Linked DNA regions of Sus scrofa: all the other regions are linked to region 1. The links are chromatin contacts, called in public Hi-C and targeted proximity ligation maps. All regions are on one chromosome and are shown on one strand. The core of a region is the stretch at or near the end of the contact, and the rest is flanking DNA. Distances in the headings are between cores, read along the strand shown. Region 1 has its middle 43 kb from the start of SEMA4F. Region 2 overlaps HK2 (hexokinase 2). Region 3 overlaps HK2 (hexokinase 2). Region 4 overlaps HK2 (hexokinase 2).

What was found. A called contact is a pair of places that touch in the nucleus more often than the background predicts.
Region 2: a targeted proximity ligation map of alveolar macrophages shows a contact between it and region 1. A contact is called at or near these places in 1 of 5 promoter capture datasets (liver), 21 of 47 Hi-C or Micro-C datasets (adipose tissue, alveolar macrophages, blood and 12 more) and 2 of 2 datasets of targeted methods (alveolar macrophages and skeletal muscle).
Region 3: a Hi-C map of skeletal muscle shows a contact between it and region 1, with 6 times the contacts expected there. A contact is called at or near these places in 2 of 47 Hi-C or Micro-C datasets (psoas muscle and skeletal muscle) and 2 of 2 datasets of targeted methods (alveolar macrophages and skeletal muscle).
Region 4: a targeted proximity ligation map of alveolar macrophages shows a contact between it and region 1. A contact is called at or near these places in 4 of 47 Hi-C or Micro-C datasets (embryonic fibroblasts, psoas muscle and skeletal muscle) and 1 of 2 datasets of targeted methods (alveolar macrophages).

The regions. Positions count from the first base shown.
Region 1 is chr3:68,360,094-68,363,783 of Sscrofa11.1, reverse strand. No RefSeq gene overlaps it. Among named protein-coding and RNA genes, the nearest start is that of SEMA4F, 43 kb to the left of the region's middle.
Region 2 is chr3:68,172,947-68,176,636 of Sscrofa11.1, reverse strand. HK2 (hexokinase 2) reads left to right here. Exons shown (of 18, transcript NM_001122987.1): 8 at 3,092-3,247. Among named protein-coding and RNA genes, the nearest start is that of HK2, 56 kb to the left of the region's middle.
Region 3 is chr3:68,193,483-68,197,172 of Sscrofa11.1, reverse strand. All of the region lies in intron 2 of HK2 (hexokinase 2), which reads left to right. Among named protein-coding and RNA genes, the nearest start is that of HK2, 36 kb to the left of the region's middle.
Region 4 is chr3:68,211,441-68,215,130 of Sscrofa11.1, reverse strand. All of the region lies in intron 1 of HK2 (hexokinase 2), which reads left to right. Among named protein-coding and RNA genes, the nearest start is that of HK2, 18 kb to the left of the region's middle.

The sequences.
Region 1 (3,690 bases), core at 699-3,198:
CTACGTTTGGAGGGGGTAATTAGGATTTTAAAAATTTAAACGTTTAAAGTGTCTTTCCAAGAATGAATACCTTTGTAGTGCTGGGCTCTCTGGGCATCTCAACCCAATGCTGAGATCTATCTGGTTACATCAGCACTGTCTACACCAGCACTTGGCACTTGCCTCCTGGGGAGCTGGGCCCTGACCCCACCTGTGAGCCACTGCTTTATATTCACTGAGCGCTGCTCCTCTGTCCGCCTGGGGGCTGGTGCCACCCGCATGATGCAGGGCATCTCCCCAGCACAGCCCTCAGCTCACAGCAGTGCTTCTGTACTGCACACAGCTCTGAAAGCCCCCAGACACAGCACACTCCCTGTCCAGCTCCTGCCCCTTCATTCCCATAACCCTTAACAGAAGTAACCCTAAATGAACAAACAGAACAGAACTGGACTTGGTCTTACAGAGGGTAATTACCCAAGAAAGAGGAGGCTGTATTAAACTTTTATGATTTATCTTTCATGCAACCAAATTGCTTTCTAGAAGGATTAATTCAAGGTGGAGTGCAAATTTAAAACCCCCTGAATAAAGTAGAGAAGCAGAGGGGCATGGACCACTGACAAATGTAATCCAAGAATGCAAAGTAGCCAAATATGGATTGTCAGTTTGGGAATTCTCTGGATTGTAATCCTGCCCAGTTAACTTGCAATTGTCTGTACAGCGAAAGGGCTGAGAATGTAGCAATCATGTAAAATAGGGCACCATCCGGGAAAGGATCGTATTTATAGAAGAGGGGGGCTGGGAGGACTGAGAGCAGACAGGGCCGTGCCCTCTCGTCTTTCAGCCAAGGAAATTCAGGCCGGCCGAGGCCCAGCCAGAATCAAATCGGACTTTCTGCTACTCAGTCTAGTACTCTTTGTCCTTTTGGAATGCATTCTAGGGGGTGTTTTCTTTTCCTTTATTAATTTCTGTTTTGCAAAGGTAAAATATCCGCATGATTTAGAAATACAAACAGTATAAAAAGATGTACATTGAAAAGCCTCCCTCCCACCTTTTTATTAATTTCTCCTATATCCTTCTAGTGTCTCTTCGTGAAAATACGAGCAAATCTAAAAATTTCCCATCATGGCTCAGTGGTTAATGAATCCGACTAGGAACCATGAGGTTGCAGGTTTGATCCCTGGCCTTGCTCAGTGGGTTAAAGATCTAGCGTTGCTGTGAGCTGTGGTGTAGGTTGCAGATGCGGCTCAGATCCCACGTTGCTGAGGCAGTGGCGTAGGCTGGTGGCTACAGCTCTGAGTAGACCCCTAGCCTGGGAACCTCCATATGCCGCAGGAGCAGCCCTAGAAAAGCCAAAAAGACAAAAAACAAAAAACAAAAACAAACCAAACAAATAAAAATATCCAAATGCATTCTTAATTCCCACTCTTTCTAACACAATGTATCAAGGAGACGTGTACCACATCGATGCATAGACACCTTCCTTGTTTAAGATGACTGCGCTGTAAAGAGGTATCATAGCCTATTTACCTGGTCCCTATTTGTTTTCCCTTGGGTGATGCCTAATCGTTTACTTTCACAACCTGTGCTCCCATAAATATTCTTGTACATGTGTCATCTTGTAGAAATCCATCAGATAAATTCCCGGAATTGGGTTTATGAGGTCAAAGGATCACTGCCTGTATACTATATCTATTTTGATAGATATGGCCAAATTGCCTTCCACGGGGCCTGGAGCAAAGCAGAAGTGTGTCTATTACCCCACAGCCAGAGTCAGTCCTTGCTAGAGATCTGTCTTCTCAGGTTATATTCTGGTTGAACTAATTTTGTTTCATCTTTGGAGTAAGTTAAGTGCTGGTTGACATTGATTGCAGGGCACGAGTCCCGAGGCAGGACGGGCCACATGGGGAACCAGCTCAGACACGGAACCTTGGCACAGTCAGTTTGTAACATGTAGTCTTGAGTGTCAGCGTCTCCTGCCCCAGATTAGCTCTTCTCTGCACTTCCTTTGAGAGGCTTCTGCCCAGAATAGCCTCGGATGTTGGGCAATCAGGTGGGCAATTCTAATTTTATCCTCAAAGTGAACTTGTGGGATGTGAGGAGTTAGTATGATTTCCACTCAACAGATGAAGAAACTGACGCACACGTGGGTGAGAGATCACCTTCTTACTGCCTGCTCCTGCCAGGCTGGGACTCAGATGGAAGCCTGAGTTCAGTTTTAGTTGGGGCATTATTTTTTTTAAGGGCCGCACCCGGAGCATATGGAGATTCCCAGGCTAGGGGTCAAATCAGAGCTACAGCTGCTGGCCTGCACCACAGCCACAGTGACGGGGGATCCGAGCTGAGTCTGCAAACTACACCACAGGTCAAGGCAATGCCAGATCCTTAACCCACTGAGCGAGCCCAGGAATCGAACCCGCATCCTTATGGTTCCTAGTTGGATTCATTTCTGTTGTGCCATGAAGGGACTCTGAGTTGGGGCATTTTGAGCGGGGGCTGTCTCCTGCTGAGCAGATGCAGGTCATGCAGAGGGAGCAGAGAGTGGGCTCTAGGCTTCAGGTTCAAGAGAGAAGAAACTCCTTTTTTCTTTTTTTCCCCTTTTTACCGACATACCTATGGCATATGGAAGTCCCAGGCTAGGAGCTGAATTGGAACTGCAGCTGCCAGCCTACACCACAACCACGCAACATGAGATCCAAGCTGCATCTGCAATCTATGCTGCAGCTTGAGGCAATGCTGGATCCTTAATCCATTGAGTGTGGACAGGGATCCAGTCCTCATCCTCGCAGAGACAGCATCAGGTTCTTAAGCTGCTGAGCCACAATGGGAACTCCCCTGGTGGTTATCCTTTATCTTAAGGTTACCTGAGTTAGAAAGAAATGAAATTTATTGGAGAGTCTAAAGAAATTCTCTTGAAATTCATAAAGAGCAACACATAAAATATTCATTCAAGAACTGAAACGGAAAAAGACCATCTGCCCATAAGTATTGGTGCTTCACTTCATTTTTTGCATTATTCATCCCTTTTTTCATCTATTAATTCAACATGCATTTATTGAATGCTCACTATGTGTCAGGCACTGTTGTAAACGCTAAGGGAAAAATAATCATTGAACAAAGCAAACAGAAATCCCTGTCTTTGTGGAGCTAACCTTCTAACAGGGGTCAGATTTTTATCTATCTATCTATCTATCTATCTATCTATCTATCTATCTACCTATATCTTTTTAGGGCTGCACCTCTGGCATTGGCATGTGGAGTTTCCTAGGCTAGGGTCCAATTGGAGCTGCAGTTGCTGGCCTACGTCACAGCCACAGCAATGCCAGATCCGAGCGGCGTCTGTGACCTACATCACAGCTCATGGCAAGGCTGGATCCTTAACCCACTGAGCGAGGCCAGGGATCGAACCCACACCCTCATGGATACTAGTCGGGTTCGTCAACCTCTGAGCCACGACAGGAACTCCCGGGGTCAGATATTAAATAAACATTATATTACAGGATGAAAGGGGGGGTGAAAGTTTTGGAGTTTTAAATAGGGCGATCAGGAAAGGCATGTGACATCATGTTTTGAGCTGGGGAAGATATCAAAATATCTTAAAATTTAGTTCAAGCCTTCCAGAAATGTACAATCTAGTTAAGGAGATAAGATGGCATTCACAGGTCAATCGATGGTGAAATAAATAAGGCATTCTGTAAATGACTAATGGAGACA
Region 2 (3,690 bases), core at 582-3,081, 190 kb after region 1:
GATGAGGCTGAGACCATTGGCTTCTAATTCCTGGCCAAGGTTCTGACCCAGATCTCAGGCAGTGTTGGCCGGTGAGCTCGGCTGGGCCCTGCCTCCCACCCCAGCTGTAGGCAGACCCCAGGCCTATGGAAAAGTTGGTTAAGAAAGCCACCTTCCCAGAGTTCCCACCGTGGCTCAGTGGTTAACGAATCCGACTAGGAACCATGAGGTTGTGGGTTCCATCCCTGGCCTTGCTTAGCGAGTTAAGGATCTAGCGTTGCCATGAGCTGTGGTGTATGGCGAAGATATGGCTCTGATCTGGCATTGCCGTGGCTCTGGCGTAGGCTGGTGACTACAGCTCCCATTCGACCCCTAGCCTGGGAACCTCCATATGTCGAGGGTGTGGCCCTAGGAAATACAAAAGAAAAAAACAAAAAACAAAAAAAGAAAGCCACTTTCCCTGCACCTGTGGTCCAGCCAGGGTCCTGGAGTGAACAGAGAGAGAAGGGGCTCTAGCATGCGGCATCTTGAATGTTACACTCTCCAGCTTGGTCAGACTTGGTATTTGGTTACTTTGGACTCTTACAAAACATTATTTCACTCGCAGACATTTGCCTAATGTCCTCATTCAAGATCTTGAGACAGAGGTTGCTGCAAGCTCTGAAGGCAGTTACAAAACATTTTGAGCAATCAGGCTCTCTCTGGCCTCGCTGGTGCTGTGACCATTATAGGAAGTCTTCTGGTGCTGATCCTCGCTTGGAGAGGAAAATCCAGCCTATAAACCAGCTCCATAAAAAGAGCCTTTTTCTTTACAGGGGAAGTCCTCGCTTCCTCAAAGCATAGTTAAAGTCACAAGCTTCTCTCACACATTGAAATGTGAGTCCTTTAATTGTCACGTTCATAGAATACGTGCTGTGTCTGCCATGGCTTGGTGAGAAATTTATAGACCCCAAAACTACTTAAAAAAAAATTTGTTGGAAGGACATATATCCCGATGTGTCCGCTCTCCCTGCAGTTATTATTGGGCTTGAGTGGGAACCTTTTTTCACTCTTTATGTGTTTCTACATAAATATTTCTGAACAGTGAAACAAAGTGTATTGAAAAACTGAAATAAAAACTTTTACCAGAGTTCCCGTCATGGTGCCGTGGTTAACAAATCCGACTAGGAACCATGAGGTTGCAGGTTCGATCCCTGCCCTTGCTCAGTGAATTAAGGATCCGGTGTTGCCCTGAGCTGTGGTGTAGGTCACAGACGCGGCTTGGATCCCGCATTGCTGTGGCTATGGCGTAGGCCAGCGGCTGCAGCTCCAATTGGACCCCTAGCCTGGGAACCTCCATATGCCACAGGAGCGGCCCTAGAAATGGCAAAAAGACCAAAAAAACAAAAAAAACAACTTTTACCACCTACACTCCAGAGCCCTGCTGGCCCCTTCCCCTTTCTCACACAGAACCAGCTATTTTGGAGAAGGTACAGAAGCCAGCAGACATGGGAATTCCTTGCTGTTGGAGCTGGGCTGCCTCTTAGGCCGTGGGCCTGTGATGGTGCTTAAACATTTTAAACATACCTCTGCTCAAGCAGTTTTGCCAGCTCTCCACTGAGCTCCAGTTCCACCATACCTCTTATTAGCTCCCGTTCAGCCATACCTGGCCTTGAGTCTTGAGCAGGTCACTTCCAGCTTCCTCTCTTATAGTTTGCACTGAGTGGCATCAGAATCCCTTCCACACCCCTGCTCCTCTCTCTAGGACCCAGATCTTTTCCCGGATACCCAGACAAGGGCCTTTTGGGCTGGAAGGAATTGTAAGGGCTCGGTTTCTCCCATCACATAATCTGAGGGAGAAAGACTGTCTTCTAAAGAAAACAGTGTCACCTAGTGTTGAAAAAATAAATTACCTGCCTGCCCTCGGCGATGTAGTCTCCTGCCTGCTCAGAAGCTTCTGACTTCTCCCTCCCAGATTCCCAAGACCACCTGATGCCTAGAGCTGCTTCTTATTGGTCTCAGCCTGCCCTTCAATTCTCCTCGCGCCCCCATCTTCCTGCCCAGGGTCGTTTTTACAGTTTTCTCAAGAATCCACAAACCGGAGTTCCCGTCGTGTCACAGTGGTTAACGAATCCAACTAGGAACCGTGAGGTTGCGGGTTCAATCCCTGGCCTTGCTCAGTGGGCTAAGGATCCGGCATTGCCATGAGCTGTGATGTGGGTTGCAGACGCAGCTAGGATCCCAAGTTGCTGTGGCTACAGCTCCGATTCGACCCCTTGCCTGGGAACCTCCATATGCCGCAGGAGCAGCCCAAAAAATGGCAAAAAGACAAAAAAAAAAAAAAAAAAAAAATCCACAAATGGCCCACGAGGTGTGTGAGGTGATGAGTTGCTGGGCCTATGCCTCAAATTTAATCAGACTGATTACCTGTATGCACCCCCCCCCCCCCGTTAGTACATAAATATTGAGGTTCTATATAAGATTTTATTTTAAGGAGCATTTTCTTGCTAGAGGAAAAAAAATTCATTAAAAATTTATTAAAAATCACTACCTTATACATTACTCAGTTTACCTCAAATTTAGGCTGTTCCAGGATGCCCCACACTCCCTGGATATTTGGTTTGGCTGCTAAAAATCCATCCTTCTTGGAATTCCCGCTCTGGCTCAGCAGGTTAAGAACCTGACTAGTTCCCATGAGGATATGGATTTGACCCCTGTCCTTTATCAGTGGGTGAAGGATCTGGCATTGCCATGAGCTCTGGTGTAGGTCACAGATGTGGCTGGGATCTGGTGTTGCTGTGACATAGGCCAGCAGCTGCAGCTCTAATTTGACCCCCAGCCTGGGAACTTCCATGTGCTGCAAGTGTGGCCCTAAAAAATTTAAAAAAAAAAATCCAAAAAACCCATCCTTCTCCATGTTCACCCACCTGCAGAGCCAGCCTGGGTTCCTGGCTCCTCCAGCCCCACCCCTGCCCAGCTCTCACTTCTATAGGCATCTCGCTCCTAGTAGGCACCATGCAAGTTAGTGCTTTGTCCTGCATCAGCCTCACGTGTATGCGTGTTGCTCCCACAAGGAAGGTGTGAGGTCAGCGGCAGCAGGGACTTTATTTTGTTGGTGTGTCTCTCCCTCCAGATTTGAGAAGATGATCAGTGGCTTGTACATGGGGGAGCTGGTGAGGTTGATCCTGGTGAAGATGGCCAAGGAGGAGCTGCTTTTCGGGGGGAAGCTCAGTCCTGAACTCCTTGCCACGGGCCACTTTGAGACCAAAGATGTTTCGGATATTGAAGGGTAAGCTTCGGGTCTCTCTCTGTTCCCTGGATCCCTGGAAGGGTGGTCAGGCAGCTGGGGAATGAAGACGAGGCACAGGCCCTTGACCCTTCAAATGTGGATGGCAAAAGGATCTCACCCAGCATGGCCATGGCAGCCTGTGGCTGGACTTCACTTGCCAGGGAGTCTCCACTCTTGGCTGCTGGGAATGTGCTGCCTACCCAAGTGACCTGCCGTGTTGGGGACCACTGGCCCCCATGCAGGGATTTGCACTTTTGCACTTGCGTTCCTGCCGGGCACATGGGCCTCAGCTTATTGCTGGAGGCTCCCCGTGGGCTCCTTAATGACTTGTTTGCATCGATTCCCTCTCCATTCTCCTGAAGCACTGATGTTTGATTCCCTTTTGGCAATTTTCAAAAAGGGCTCTGTCCTGACCCCTGCCTCATAACAGAAAAATAGGTCCT
Region 3 (3,690 bases), core at 368-2,867, 170 kb after region 1:
CCTGGGAATCTCCAAGTTTTAGGACTGAAAGCCCCATGTCAATCCTGAACAAACCAGGGTGTCTCTGCATGGCCCTGAAAACGAAGCTGTCATCTCTGCTCAGCTGGACTGTATTACAGAGACCCCTCACCAGCCTTCCAGCTCTAGACCCGTATCCTCAATGCCACTGGAGCCTGTTTGAAAATCTGACCTTCTGCTTAAAAACCAAAGTCTTTGGCATGGGCATTGGCTGTGTGCTTGTAGCCGTGCCATGAGAGCCCTGTGTTGCAGACCCTGTTGACATGCTGTTCCCTGAGCATGCCATGAACTGCCACACCTCTATATGTGTCCCCTTTTCTCTGTCTGGCAACTCCAGCCACTAAGCCCTGCTTGCCCTGTGTTGCATCTCAAGAAGCCTCCTTTTTCAGAGCAGAAATAATGACTCCTTCTGTAACACTCTGGTCATGGTACCTGCTACAGTGTACCTACCTCTCCCATCCCCCATCCAAGCAGGGACGAGGTTGCAAACCACACTGGGTGGCTAAGTGGATTTTAGTGACTGTGTTCAAAGCTTAGTGTTGGAATAACTAATCGCAAGTGTATCATTGGTAGGTCCTAGAATAGATTCAGCATTTGACACTCGACAGTGATTTAAAAAACTTTTTTTTTTTTTTTTTTGCTTTTTAGGGCTGCACCTGCAGCATGTGGAAGTTCCCAGGCTAGGGGTTGAATTGGAGCTGTAGCTGCGGGCCTACACCACAGCCATGGCGACAGCAACACAGGATCTGAGCTGCGTCTGTGACCTGCGTCACAGCTCACGGCAATGCCAGATCTTTAACCCACTGAGCGAGGCCAGGGATCAAACTTGCATCCTCATGGATACTAGTTGGGTTCTTAACCTGCTGAGCCACCACTGGAACTCCTAAAAAATATTTTTAAAGTGGTGGGCCCCACTCCCAACTTTAAACAGATTGGAATCTTTTATGCTGAATGCCATATACAAGACAATTAAGAGTAAGGAAAAGAAATAAAATTGGAAGTGAGGATGTGGGCAGTGAGGCTAAGCCTAGGGTAAGGGCAGACTTTGCCACTTTCAAGGATCCCGAGAACTCTAGGAATGCTGCATCAAATCTACTCAATTAGGAGTTCCCGTTGTGGCTCCGTGGTTAACGAATCTGACTAGGAACCATGAGGTTGCAGGTTTGATCCCTGGCCTTGCTTAGTGGGTTAAGGATCCAGTGTTGCCATGAGCTGTGGTGTAGGTCACAGACGCGGCTTGGATCCTGCTTTGCTGTAGCTCTGGCATAGGCTGGCAGCTACAGTTCTGATTCGACCCCTAGCCTGGGAACCTCCATATGCTGCGGGAGCGGCCCTCGAAATGGCAAAAAAGACCTAAAAAAAAAAAAAAATCTACTCAATTAAAGGGAATCTTCTGGAGGTCCTTCTGAAGAAGCCCATTTAATCACCTGAAGAAGCCCTGGGGTGAGACCAGGCAGGACACTGCCACTTCTGAACACAGCTGCCTTTGATAAAAGGGCACCTCTGCTTAAAAATCCAGAACAAACCCAGACCTGCTCTGTTCGCAGGTCACTCAATGCAGTAGTTGGCACACGGCTCCGAGCTCCTGATGGGAGGAACAGGTGGCGGTCTATTTTAATTAGTGGCAAGGACCTAGTGATCGAAAATAGACTGTTGGAAAATTCAGCTGGCCCTTGCCCCTCACCCCTCACCAAATGCGTGGACATTGTGAACGTGTGATTTGAACAACGCTGGGGATGTGGCCTGCTCACATACATTACTAGTGTCCCCTCAACTGAGATGACAGTGACTATCACATTCAGATGGTTACTTAGAGGCCATTTTATTTAATTAATTTATTTATTTTGTCTTTTTGTCCTTTGAGGGCTGTACCAGCGGCATATGGAGGTTCCCAGGCTAGGGGTGGAATCGGAGCTGTAGCTGCCGGCCTACACCACAGCCACAGCAACGCCAGATCCGAGCCACGTCTGCGACCTATACCACAGAGCACGGCAATGCCAGATCCTTAACCCACGGAGCAAGGCCAGGGATTGAACCCGCAACCTCATGGTTCCTACTTAGATTCGTTTCTGCTGTGCCACAATGGGAACTCTTAGAGGCCATTTTCGTCTCTTCAGCCTTTTCCCTGGGACAGGTGAGTTCCCAGGAGAAATTGAAACTCCTTTATCTTGCTGACCTTATGTATTTGATAAGAGCCTCACTGAAAGTGGGCAGAAATGTAGTCCAGGATGCAAAATGAGTCAGCAAACAACAGCTCGAGTCTTAACTGTTGGGCAATTTGGTGGAGGGTGGTGAGACCTAATGTTCCCATTCCCAGTTCCTCTCGACTGTAAGTATTTTCTTTTCCTTTTCGTTTCTTAGGGCCGCACCCTTGGCATAGGGAGGTTCCCAGGCTAGGGATTGAATCGGAGCTACAGCTGCCAGCCTATGCCACATAGGATTGGAGCCTCACCTGCCACCTACACCACAGCTCACGGCAATGCCAAATCCTTAACCCACTAAGCAAGGCCAGGGATCGAAACTCATGGTTCCTAGTTGGATTTGTTTTCACTGCGCCATGACCGGAACACCCTTGTTTTCTTTTAGTGGAAGCTTGTTACCTCTTCTTTTGTCAGTTTTTGGAGGGGGTTGTTCTTTTTTTTCAAATTGTTATTTTTTTTTAAGGGCCGCACTCAAGGCATATGGAGATTCCCAGGCTAGGGGCCTACTCAGAGCTATAGCTGCCGGCCTTTGCCATAGCCACAGCAATGCTAGATCCAAGCCGCATCTGCAACCTACACCACAGCTCACAGCAACGCTGGATCCTTAACCCCCTGAGCAAGGCCAGGGATCGAACCTGCATCCTCATGGTTCCTAGTCGGATTCACTTTTGTTGCACCATGACGGGAACACATCTTTTTTTAATTAAAAAATTTTTTTTTCTTTTTTGTCTTTTCAGGGCCCCATCTGAGGCATGTGGAGGTTCCCAGTCTAGGGGTCGAATCAGAGCTGTGGCCACTGGTCTACACCACAGCCACAGCAATGCCAGGCCCTGGCCGCATCTGCGACCTACACCACAGCTCACAGGAATGCTGGATCCTTAACCCACTGAGGGAGGCCAGGCCAGGGATTGAACCTGGGTCCTCATGAATGCTTGTCAGATTCGTTTCCGCTGAGCCACGATGGGAACTCCATCCAAAGTCATTTGGAGGGGGATGATCTTAATTAGGAGGATCTTCATCGGAGAGGGCTTGGAGAGTGTCCAGTAAGTTGGGAACAGAGGTTTGGTATAACTGGGTGAGATGGCGCCAATTTGTGCCTACCAAAAAGCCTGCATCGAAAAACTTTCAGTAAGCCCCAGGGTCCTTTGGGGAGAAGGCCGCGTCACCCCTCGCCAGTGGATGTAAGTCTGCTATCTCCCGTTCAAGTTTGAGAGCATTTGGCCCAGAGGGATGGGCTGAAGTTACTGATAAAGATTAGGGCATTATTGCTTTCTTTCTTTCTTTCTTTCTTTCTTTTTTTTTTTTAACCACTTTATGGCTTCTTTACTTCCTTCCTGGATTCTGAGCTTCTAGGAACCAGCATCACAAGAGATATGGGAGGTGCATAGGGACAGGCCTGGGCTTTGGGGGTCAGGTGGGGTCGAATCCAGCAATCATTTATGATGATCTTAACCAAGTGACTCAGCTTCTG
Region 4 (3,690 bases), core at 826-3,325, 150 kb after region 1:
GGGTTGGGAGTTCCCTGGTGGCCTAGGGGTTAAGAATCTGACGCGGTCACTGCTGTGGACTGGGTTTGATTCCTGGCCCAGAAACCTCCACATGCCATGGGCACAGCCAAAAAAAAGAGAGTGGATTTGCCATTGTGGACCAGCAGGTTAAGAACCCAACTAGTATCCTTGAGGATGTGGGTTCGATCTCTGGCCTTGAGCAATGGGTTAAGGATCTAGTGTTGGCACAAGCTGCATTCTAGGTCACAGATGGGCTTGGATCTGGTGTTGCTGTGGCTATGGTGCAGGGCAGCAGCTGAAGCTCCGATTCAACCCCTGGCCTGGAAATTTCCACATGCCACATGTGTGGCCCTAAAAAGAAAAAAGAAAAGATCGTGGAGTTAATTTTGTCAAAACAACAGTTGGTGTACCTGACACACAGAGTGAGGCTGAAGCTTTGGACTTTGGAGCCGAGAAACATTTTTGCAAGGGCCATGCAAGGAGAGTGGGTAGCTTGAGCTCAAAAGACCCAGCGGTTTGGGGAAGAGTTTTTACAGGCAACATTTGGGGTGAGGGCTGCAGGGTATGACTTCTGATTGGTTGGTGATGAGGTCACAGGGTGGTGCTCCAGGAATCTTGTGCTCAGCCTCCTGAAGTCACCATTCTCCCCCTGGGTGGGGCCTGAGTTCTTGCAGAAGAACTCAAAGATATTGTTACATACATTTCCTTGAGAGGAAGCCAGGACCCTACTTTATCGCTACATTATTGTTTGTTTGCTTTTTTTTTTTTTTCTTTTGTCTTTTTGCCATTTCTAGGGCTGTACCCGCGGCACATGGAGGTACCCAGGCTAGGGGTCTAATTGGAGCTGTAGCAGCTGGCCTACACCAGAGCCACAGCAACATGGGATCCGAGCCGCGTCTGCGACCTACACCACAGCTCATGGCAACGCCGGATCCCTAACCCGCTGAACAAGGCCAGGGATCGAACCCGCAACCTCATGGTTCCTAGTCGGATTCGTTAACTCCTAGTCGGAGTTCCACTGGGAACTCCGCTGCACTATTGTTTCTTGACTGCCTTCCCTTTGTTTCTTCATCCCCTCCCTTCCCTAAGTAGTACCTGCTCTGCTCGAATCAGCTCTTTAGAACTCTGGAAGGACTAAGGGGCTGAAGCCTTTTCTTCTTGCAAACATGGACGGGAGACACAGAAAGGCTTTTGTACCTGGGAAGGCCCCCCGGCGTCCTGCCTGTTTTCGATTTCTCTGTAGAACTTCTCCTACCTCTGCCACAATTCTGTAGACGAGGCAAGCGAGGACTGGCGTGCCAGGGGAAGGAAGACATTGACCAAAATGGCCCAATGAGGAATTCTAGTCCTTGCAAGATGGCTAAATAGATGTGTCTAAAACGACTGTCCTTCTCTCTTTCCTGCACACCCTGGCCTCTGGGTACGCAGGTGGACTTCTCTCACCTGAGCCAGGCTCTGCTTCTGGCCTACCTCTGTGTCCCCAGCCTGGAATGTGCCCTCCTTTCCTTCTTTATTTTGTTTTTTGTTTTTTTTGTTTTTTTTTTTTTTTTTGCTATTTCTTGGGCCGCTCCCGCGGCATATGGAGGTTCCCAGGCTAGGGGTCCAATCGGAGCTGTAGCTGCCAGCCTACGCCAGAGCCACAGCAACGCGGGATCCGATCCGCGTCTGCAACCTACACCACAGCTCACGGCAACGCCGGATCGTTAAGCCACTGAGCAAGGGCAGGGACTGAACCCGCAACCTCATGGTTCCTAGTCGGATTCGTTAACCACTGCGCCACGACGGGAACTCCCCCTTCTTTATTTTGGATAGAGATTTAAAGAGAAAGTAGTCCAGGGTACTGGGACACAGCCCACCACAGGAAGAAAAGGCACGTTGGGGGGACACGGTTCTGGTTTTGTGAACCCTGAACGTGACTATGTAGGGTTGAGAAGGGTCCTTGATCCCCTGAGGGTGCCACTTGGCAGAGAGGAATCTGTGAGAAAAAACAGGAAAAGGGGTAGAAAGAGACAGACAGACGGCTTTACATTCATTGCCTCATTTATGCTGATGACTCTGTTGTAAGCCCTGCCCTCCCAATTTTATAGGGAGGAAGCTGGGCCTCAGACAGGAGTGACTCATCCAGTGTTACAGACCTGTCAAGGGGCTAGAGCCAGGATCTGTTTTTTCTTTTCTTTTTTTTTTTTTGTCTTTTTTCTTAGGCCGCACCCGTGGCATATGGAGGTTCCCAGGATAGGGGTCTAATCTGAGCTACAGCTGCTGGCCTACACCACAGCCACAGCAACGCAGGATCCAAGCCCTGCCTGCAACCTACACCACAGCTCACGGCAATGCCAGATCCTTAACCCACTGATCAAGGCCAGGGATCGAACCCGCAACCGCATGGTTCCTAGTTGGATGCTTTTCCACTGCTCCATGACGGGAACTCCTGAGCACTGGTTTTTCTAATGTCACAGCACACACTTTACCACTACCAGCTAGGAAAGCAGGCTTGGCCTGAATGATTCTGCTTTGATAATCCAACCACTGAAATCTGTTTCCAACAAGCCCAGGGTTTGACTTCCCAACTCCCAGCATCCAGGATCCACACAGGATTATTTCACACTTAGACTAATGTCTTAAGTCATGGCTTGCAAAGGCTCCAGGGAGAAAGTGGTAAAAATGACCTTAAACAGTTGCCCAGAGCACAGCCCATCGTTATCACATTATTGGATGCCAGAGACCGGCCCAAGGAGTGAGGAAGATGGCTGGAGCACCCAGACAGACTCCACGGTTTCAGGAATTCTCCATGTGTCATTCTAATGTGCAGCCAAGTTCAAGAACTCTTATTCCAAGTGGCAGAACGGAGGCTAGACAGAAGTGATCAGAAAGCAGGTTTATCTGAAATTGAGGAAGAGCTTTCTAACAACCAGAGCTGACCAACAGTAGAAGCTAACCAACTTAGAGAAGTAAGGAACCTATCATGCTTGGAAGCATTCAAAAACCTACGCCTGGAGTTCCTGTCATGGTGCTATGGTTAATGAATCTGACTAGCATCCATGAGGATGCAGGTTCCATCCCTGGCCTCGCTCTGTGGGTTAAGGATCTGGCGTTGCCGTGAGCTGTGGTGTAGGTCGCAGATGTGGCTTGGATCTGGCATTGCTGTGGCTGTGGCGTAGGCCAGTGGCTACAGCTCCAATTAGACTCCTAGCCTTGGAACCTCCATGTGCCATGAGTGTGGCCCTAGAAAAGATGAAGAAGACCAAAAAACAAACAAACAAACAAAACCCCAACAAAACAAAAACCTAGGCCCGATGGCCATTGGAGTGAGAAGGCCAAACTAGACAAACTCAGATGCTGCCTGTGTTCAATGGGATTTCGAACTCTCATTATGCCAAAGGCCTGTGTACATTTGGTATCTCCTAAATGATGTTCTCCCAAGACTTTGGGCCTTGTGCTCCTTCCTCGCTCTGGCTGCACTGTGGCAGGACTCTACCAAGTCCCTTTGCTCCCTTCCCAGTGCAGGGAAAAGGTCTTTGTACAGAGGCTGCTTCCTATTTCTGACTTCTGCTTCCCTTGGCTACCCTTCAGCTAACACAGCAGTGCTGGCCAAGGTGGGGTGGGCCTCAGTGGTGTGTTTAGGAAGCTATAACATTAGGTGATTAATCATCTCTTCCTGAGTGGCCCTAATAAACTCAGGGTGGGTCCGTC